Linked DNA regions of Capra hircus: region 2 is linked to region 1. The links are chromatin contacts, called in public Hi-C maps. All regions are on one chromosome and are shown on one strand. The core of a region is the stretch at or near the end of the contact, and the rest is flanking DNA. Distances in the headings are between cores, read along the strand shown. Region 1 has its middle 19 kb from the start of TMEM173. Region 2 overlaps DNAJC18 (dnaJ homolog subfamily C member 18).

Evidence for each region. A called contact is a pair of places that touch in the nucleus more often than the background predicts.
Region 2: a contact with region 1 is called in a Hi-C map of liver, with 3 times the contacts expected there. The contact joins two enhancer-like sites. A contact is called at or near these places in 3 of 5 Hi-C or Micro-C datasets (blood and liver).

The regions. Positions count from the first base shown.
Region 1 is chr7:59,739,304-59,742,436 of ARS1.2, reverse strand. No RefSeq gene overlaps it. Among named protein-coding and RNA genes, the nearest start is that of TMEM173, 19 kb to the left of the region's middle. Within about 2 kb of position 1,451, at least 1 of the 5 cell types and tissues checked has an H3K27ac peak or open chromatin away from gene starts, as enhancers often do.
Region 2 is chr7:59,808,159-59,811,473 of ARS1.2, reverse strand. DNAJC18 (dnaJ homolog subfamily C member 18) reads right to left here. Exons shown (of 7, transcript XM_018050306.1): 6 at 2,378-2,550. Among named protein-coding and RNA genes, the nearest start is that of SPATA24, 12 kb to the left of the region's middle. Within about 2 kb of position 1,708, at least 2 of the 5 cell types and tissues checked have an H3K27ac peak or open chromatin away from gene starts, as enhancers often do.

The DNA.
Region 1 (3,133 bases), core at 202-2,701:
CAGGAAGTCTTCCCAGCCACCAGACTGGGTGAGAGCCTTGCCTCCTGTTCCATGTGAGACCAAATATCCTCTATCTGGCCTTGTGCAATATTTATCATTTCTGCTGGTTTGGTTGTTGGTTTCTTGGACAGACAAAAAGCTGTGGGAGGACAGGTCTCAATTTGGCTTGTTCTCTGCTGTGGCCCTGAGGTCTGTCACACAGCAAATTCTCTGTATATAGACATTAATAATGAACAAATAAACTCAGGAGACCTGAGAAATCTCTTCAAATGCCTGAAGTGCTGTATGCAGCCAAACAGCTCTCTTCTTCTGGCCTATAGAAGGCAAAACAAGGACAAAGTGATTGTCAAGTTTTGGTTCTAAGTCAGGAAGGATCTTCTAATAATAAAGGCTGCCTGTGTTACTGACCCCGGTTCTTAGAATCTTTAATTGATAGAAATTGATAAGAGGCCAGAGGAAAAATGCAGACAAAGCTTTACTGGGACCGATGCTACAGCAGGAGGGAGTGAAAACAAGTAATAGATTGTCTTGCTTGCTCCCCTTGGTTGGGGTCGGGGAGGGTGTGGGGGGTGGTAGTGGATGGGAATGAGGGGGTAAGAGGGAATGAGGAAGGGGAAGGTGAGGTAGTGGGGAGGTGGGGAGGCAGCTGGTCCCTTAAATAAAGTAAAGGTATGGGCAAATTTGTGGGTCAGGCCAGAGGGATGGCTTAGGTTGAGGGTCCCCAACCTCCAGGATCTAATGCCTGATGATCTGAGGTGGAGCTGATATAATAATAATAGAAATAAAGTACACAATAAATGTAATATGCTTGAATCATTCCAAAGCCATCCCCCATCTCCGGTCCTGGAAATGTTGTCTTCCACAAAACTGATCCCTGGTGCCAAAAAGGTTGGGGCCCACCGGCTTAAGTGGTCTGCCCACCCCCTGGGTGGCTCCATGTGCAGGGATCATTCACAGTACCCTGCTTTTGCTCCCTGAACCCCAGAAGTGGCAGTTGGATTTTGTATCTTGTTCACAATTTGCCCCAGCTGCAGGTGCACACAGTTATTTTCAGTCCCTTATAGTTTCTTGATATTCTGTTGCTCAAGGAGAAGTTTGTCCAGGTGTAGGAACTGCAGTAAAGGGTCCCAGAGTCCAGCCTGTCTCACCTGCAAAGTGGTAACCAGTGGTCACCAAAAGGGTTTACAAGAAGTCTGGTGGGCTCACTGTGAGGGATGGGTTGTAGAGAGAATTCCAGACTGAGCAGAGGTTATGAGTTCCCAATATCCCAAGCAAGCTGGGCTGCTGGGGAAATCATGAGGGTGTCTTTCTGGTGGGGGAGGGGCAAGGAAGTGGATTATTTTTGCACTTGAGGAACTTGCTTCTGATCCAGGCTGGCTGAGCAGAGCTGGGTGTTTTCATTGGTTCACACTTCCCCATCCCAGCCCCACTTTCCTTCTCAGGCCTGAGGGAGGCTGTGTGGCTGGCACTGGTGACACCTGGTGGCCAGCTGGACTAAGACAAAAGCAACCCCATCATCTACCTGTCCTGTCCATCTGCTTCATAGCTGTCCTATACTGTGCTTGGACTGGAGGAGGCCTGGCTTTTGAGGAATGGATGGATGAATGAACACAGGCAGTAAAGAGGAAGAAGAGATATTGTCTCTGTTTGATCTGGTGATCTAAGCAGGTGGACCAACCTGGACTACAGGAGGGGGCCAGACAATTCATCCACTCAGAGAAGTGCAGACAAAACGGTCTCTGCTCTCTCTTTTGCCTCCCTCCTCTGTGCCTGTCCTGTGTCCTAGGGGAACATATGAGGTAGGGGAAGGGTCTATTTTGGGAAAAGGCTTAAGTTAATTATTAATAAAAGTTGCTCCTGCATCTAAGCTTAATTGTCCTATGAAGCTGTGAATAGAGACCCATGGGCTGATTTGGAACTTCCCGAATAAACCTCCTTTCAGGGCAAGGACAATGAGGCACAGAGAGGGCAGGAACCTGCTTAAGGTCCCACAGCCAGAATGTAGTAGGGCCAGGACTCCCAGGTCCAGTTCCTTAGGTCAAATCATAGCATTTGACCACCTAACATAGAAACAGGGGAAAGGAACAGTTGGTATGGAGCCTAGAGGAGCAATTACAACAAGCACCTTAGCCTGGCAAGCAGGGCTTTCCCGTTACCTTATGACACGCCCCCACCCCCAGCACGTGCCTTTCCTTTCAACTGAAGAAATGAGTGTGCATCACCTCCCAACCCACCAAGAGCCCTCCTCTCAACCACTCTGCTTTATATGCATCCCTTCCACTGTATGAATGGGCTTAACCTCCCTGAGCTTCAGTTTCCTAATCTGCAAAGGGATTGTTTGAGGTGTGAGAGAGGCTGCTAGCCAAATGCTTGGAACAATGTTTGGCACAGGGTAAGCATTCAATGGGCTTCCCAGGTGGCATTAGTAGTAAAGAACTCTCCTGCCAATGCAGGTTAGACTTAACACAGGTGGGTTTGATCCCTGGGTTAGGGACAAACCTGGTTGGGTTTATCCCCTGGAGGAGGTCATGGCAACCACTCCAGTATTCTTGCCTGGAGAATCCCATGGACAGAGGAGCCTGGCAGACTGCAGTCCATAGGGTCGCACAGAGTCGGACACGACTGAAGCAACTTAGCATGCACACACATAAGCATTCAGTAAGAATGACAGCTGTTATTGCTGCTGTAATTAAGGCCCAGTTCAAGTCCTTCCCACAACTAGATGAAGACATCCTTGAGCACAGAGGGCAGAATACCTTGATTCTATGTCCAGAGAAGCCCCAGGACACAGAGAAGACCTCTTTTTGGCTCTAGAGGGCATCTGCTGACTGGTTTCTCTTAGCATCTTCTCTACGTGCTGCTATCGGAGCCTGGCTTAGCAGCTTTCATCCCTTAAAGCTGTAATGAGTCACTTGTCTGAACTGGGTTTGAGATTTTTCTGATGGATCAAAAAGCCAAGAGAGACAAAGTACTGCTGGTGTGCCAAGATGCCACCCCCAGCTCCCCTGGGTGGCACAGGGACAGGGGGGGACTCAAAACCCCCAGCAGAAGAGCAGGGGTGGGTTCTTAAGGCCACAAGAAGAAATCTGGTCCACCAATATAGGTTCTCCTTGGCATCCTGGGGAGGTGGTTG
Region 2 (3,315 bases), core at 459-2,958, 69 kb before region 1:
CACTCTGATGAAGCATTCTAAGGAAGAGCAGAGCAAAGAAATTAACAAAAGATTTTAAAAGACAATGGCTAACCTTTGCTAAAAGCAGTTTCCATTCGATATTTTGCCAAGACTGAACTTTGTTCTCAAGCAGGTTTATTTTTACAACCTCCATCCATGTGCTAAATTTAACCACGTTGGCTGCACTTGCTGTTGGATCCAGAGGGCAGATGCTGCCTGTTCTCAAATGGCACTTGGGTTGTGTGGAGGCTCCGGACAGCCACCATCCTTAAATGCCAGAAATAGATTTTTAAGGGGTGTGTGCTGATAACCCCCGGTTTGGAACTTGTGGGTACACGTGTCATGCTCACCCACTTGATTATACCTGGAGGGTGCCAAAGCCCTGGAAGCAGGCCTCACGAGGATAGGAACACAAGGCTAGAAGCCGCTTTAGGTGTAATCCTTTCCATGAAAGTGAAAGTGTTAGTTGCTGTGTCCAATTCTTTGTGACCCCATGGAATGTAGCCTGCCAGGCTCCTCTCTCCATGGGATTCTCCTGGCAAGAATACTGGAATGGGCTGCCAATTTCTTCTCCAGGGGATTCTTCCTGACCCAGGGATCAAAACCGGGTCTCCTGAATTGCAGGTAGAGTCTTTACCGTCTGAGCCACCAGGAAATCCTAACTATGAGCTCTTTGCATAGTTCTAGCCGGTGTGTGTGTGGGGGTGGGGGGGGGGAGGATTTAAGAAATATATATTTTCATCAATTTCTTGCATAAAGCAATAAAGTCAAAACCCTCTCAGGGCCTAAAACAACAGAGACTCTTAGGCCATACACTGACCTTCACCTGATTTGGATCAGGCGATCAATTATAATGCCTTTAAGTCTAAGGCCTCTATCTTGCTCTAAAATTATTTCCTGGTTTTTGAAACTAGAAAAACCTAGTTTAACAGTGAGTAGGGTTACTTCCAGACCCCTTGTTTTTTGTTTTTTTTCCAATAAAAAAAAGCAATCCCCTCCTCCTGCTGAGTTCCCCCTTACATCCAAGTCAATGCCCACTATGCTCCTAAGGCACTGAGAGGTCAGGTGGGCTCCACCCTACAGGAGTAGAGTGTGGATACAAGGTCCCTCAGGGCCAGTGTTAGGACACTAGCCCTGCTCAGTGATCCCTAGCCCTCAGCAGTTTCACTTTTTCCAGTCCTGAGAATCCTCTCTTCAAAAGACATTTGTTGAGCATCTGTTCTGAAGCAAAGACTGTGCCAAGGGCTTGGGACACAAAATTAGTAAGACATGGTTCTTGACCTCAGAGAGCCCAGAGTCCAGCAGGGAGGCTGTCATGTACCTAGAGGACACAAACACTGTGAGGATGGTATTGTCTCAGTAGGATGAGTGAAGGGCTTTAAACACACAGAGGAAGGAAAGATTAACTTGGGGTGGGGTTGGGATGCAGATGGGTCAGCAAGTGCTTAGTAGCACTGTGACTGAGGATCTAAATTTATCAGACACTGTTAGATGTTTAATAATACCCGGTGATAAGTTTTTAAAAATGAGTTAGTTTGCTTTTTAAAGATTAACCAAAGCCAAGTTTTATACAATTACTAATGCCTCTGTGTGTGTGTGTGTGTGTGTGTGTGTGGGTGGGGGGAATTCAAGTGGGAGGAAAGGGAGCCTGTTGGCTGAGGCAGGGCCGCCTTGTTACAGCACTCCCCATGAATGCTCACTGGAGTCGTAAGCCAAATCGTAAGCCAACACCATCACCCTCGCTGTCTCCAGACAGGGAAATGGTGTGGAAGGCCTGTTCCAGTAAGACTCAATTTTGTTCTGTGTGGCCACAGCTGATTGGAGGGGAAGAGAAGGGGCACCAGACTCAATAACAACAACCTATCAAACTTTGGTTAGGCTGGATCAGATTTCCCTCTGGGAAATGTGGAATTAGGAAACCATGGACCAAAGCAGCGAGCTACTTAAAGAGGAAGCTTGTGACATAGAAAGGGGCCAATGACTGGTGGGGTTGGGGAAGCTGGGAGAATGAATAGGAGGGTGGCAACCAAAATAAACTAGGGCAAATCAAGGCTGTGAAGGAGAGCCTGAAAAAACGTAGGAAAGCAGTTGGCAAAGAAAGGACAGAAGGCAGATAGGCAGACAGATGTAGCAACTCAGAGACAGACAGGCAGGCAACTAGTACTGCCTAAGTCCCTAAAGATTTCAAGCCCTGGCCACACGAATCCTGTCGTAAGCCTCCCTCTTTATCATATTTCTAATATCCTGAATGGGGCTCTGTCCTATCCGTGTTCACATAAAGTAGCTTAGAAAGTAGAGGAGAGATCATTACGCTGGGGATCCCTCAGGGTGGCACAGCACCCTCAGGGTGCTTAACAGCCCCTTTTAAGCCTCTTACTTTGTTGTTTCTCCTTCCAACAACTGGTCTGGATGTAATCAATGTAATCCTTCTCTATCGTCTTCTCCAGGTCACGCAGAGATGCACCTCTGTAGGCCTTGTCAAAGTTTTTATCCACGAAGTAAGGCACCTGTAGGTTCTGGGTTTCTCTAGAAATGGTGTGGCCCAAGGTCCTAAAACAAGGAGAGGCTCAGGTGTGCTTGTTATATTTGGAAATATCACTCTTAGCGCTGGCCTTGCTGATATCATCATCACACTCACCTCTTCATAGATGCAGATACCATTTCTAACACAACAACATTCATTATTTCCCAAGCAAAGCAGTAAGTGCAATGTTGTCATTGTCGCTACTCTATGAGCATGTTCAAGTGGATTCAGTCTCAGCATATTTACTTTATTCTCTTAAATGAGTCATCTCCCTCTTTTCTTTCTCCCGCTTTAAATTTAAGACATATATCATGATGGGTTTACATATATTGTGAAATGATTACCACAAGGTCTAATATGTCTAATAGGTAATCTGCTAACGTCTGTCTTCTCATACAGATACAATAAAAAGAAAATAAAGACCAAAAAAAAAAAAAAGACGAGGATACAGGAAAAAATTTTTCCTTGTGATGAGAACTCTTATTACTTAGTCTCTTTAACTTTTCTATCATTTCCTATCATACCGCAGTGTTCACTACTATAACACTGTATTGTATGTGACATACATCATATTTACTAATATTTCTCTTACAACTATTAGTTTGCACCTTTGACCATCTTCCTTCAATTCCCCCTCCCTCTCTCTTCCACCTTTGGTAACCAGAAATTTGATCTCCTTTTCTGAGTTTTTTTTTAAGATTCCACATATAAGTGAATATATTATATAGTATTTATCTTTCTCTGACTTACTTCGTTTAGCATAATGCCTTCAGAGTCCCTCAGTGTAGTCA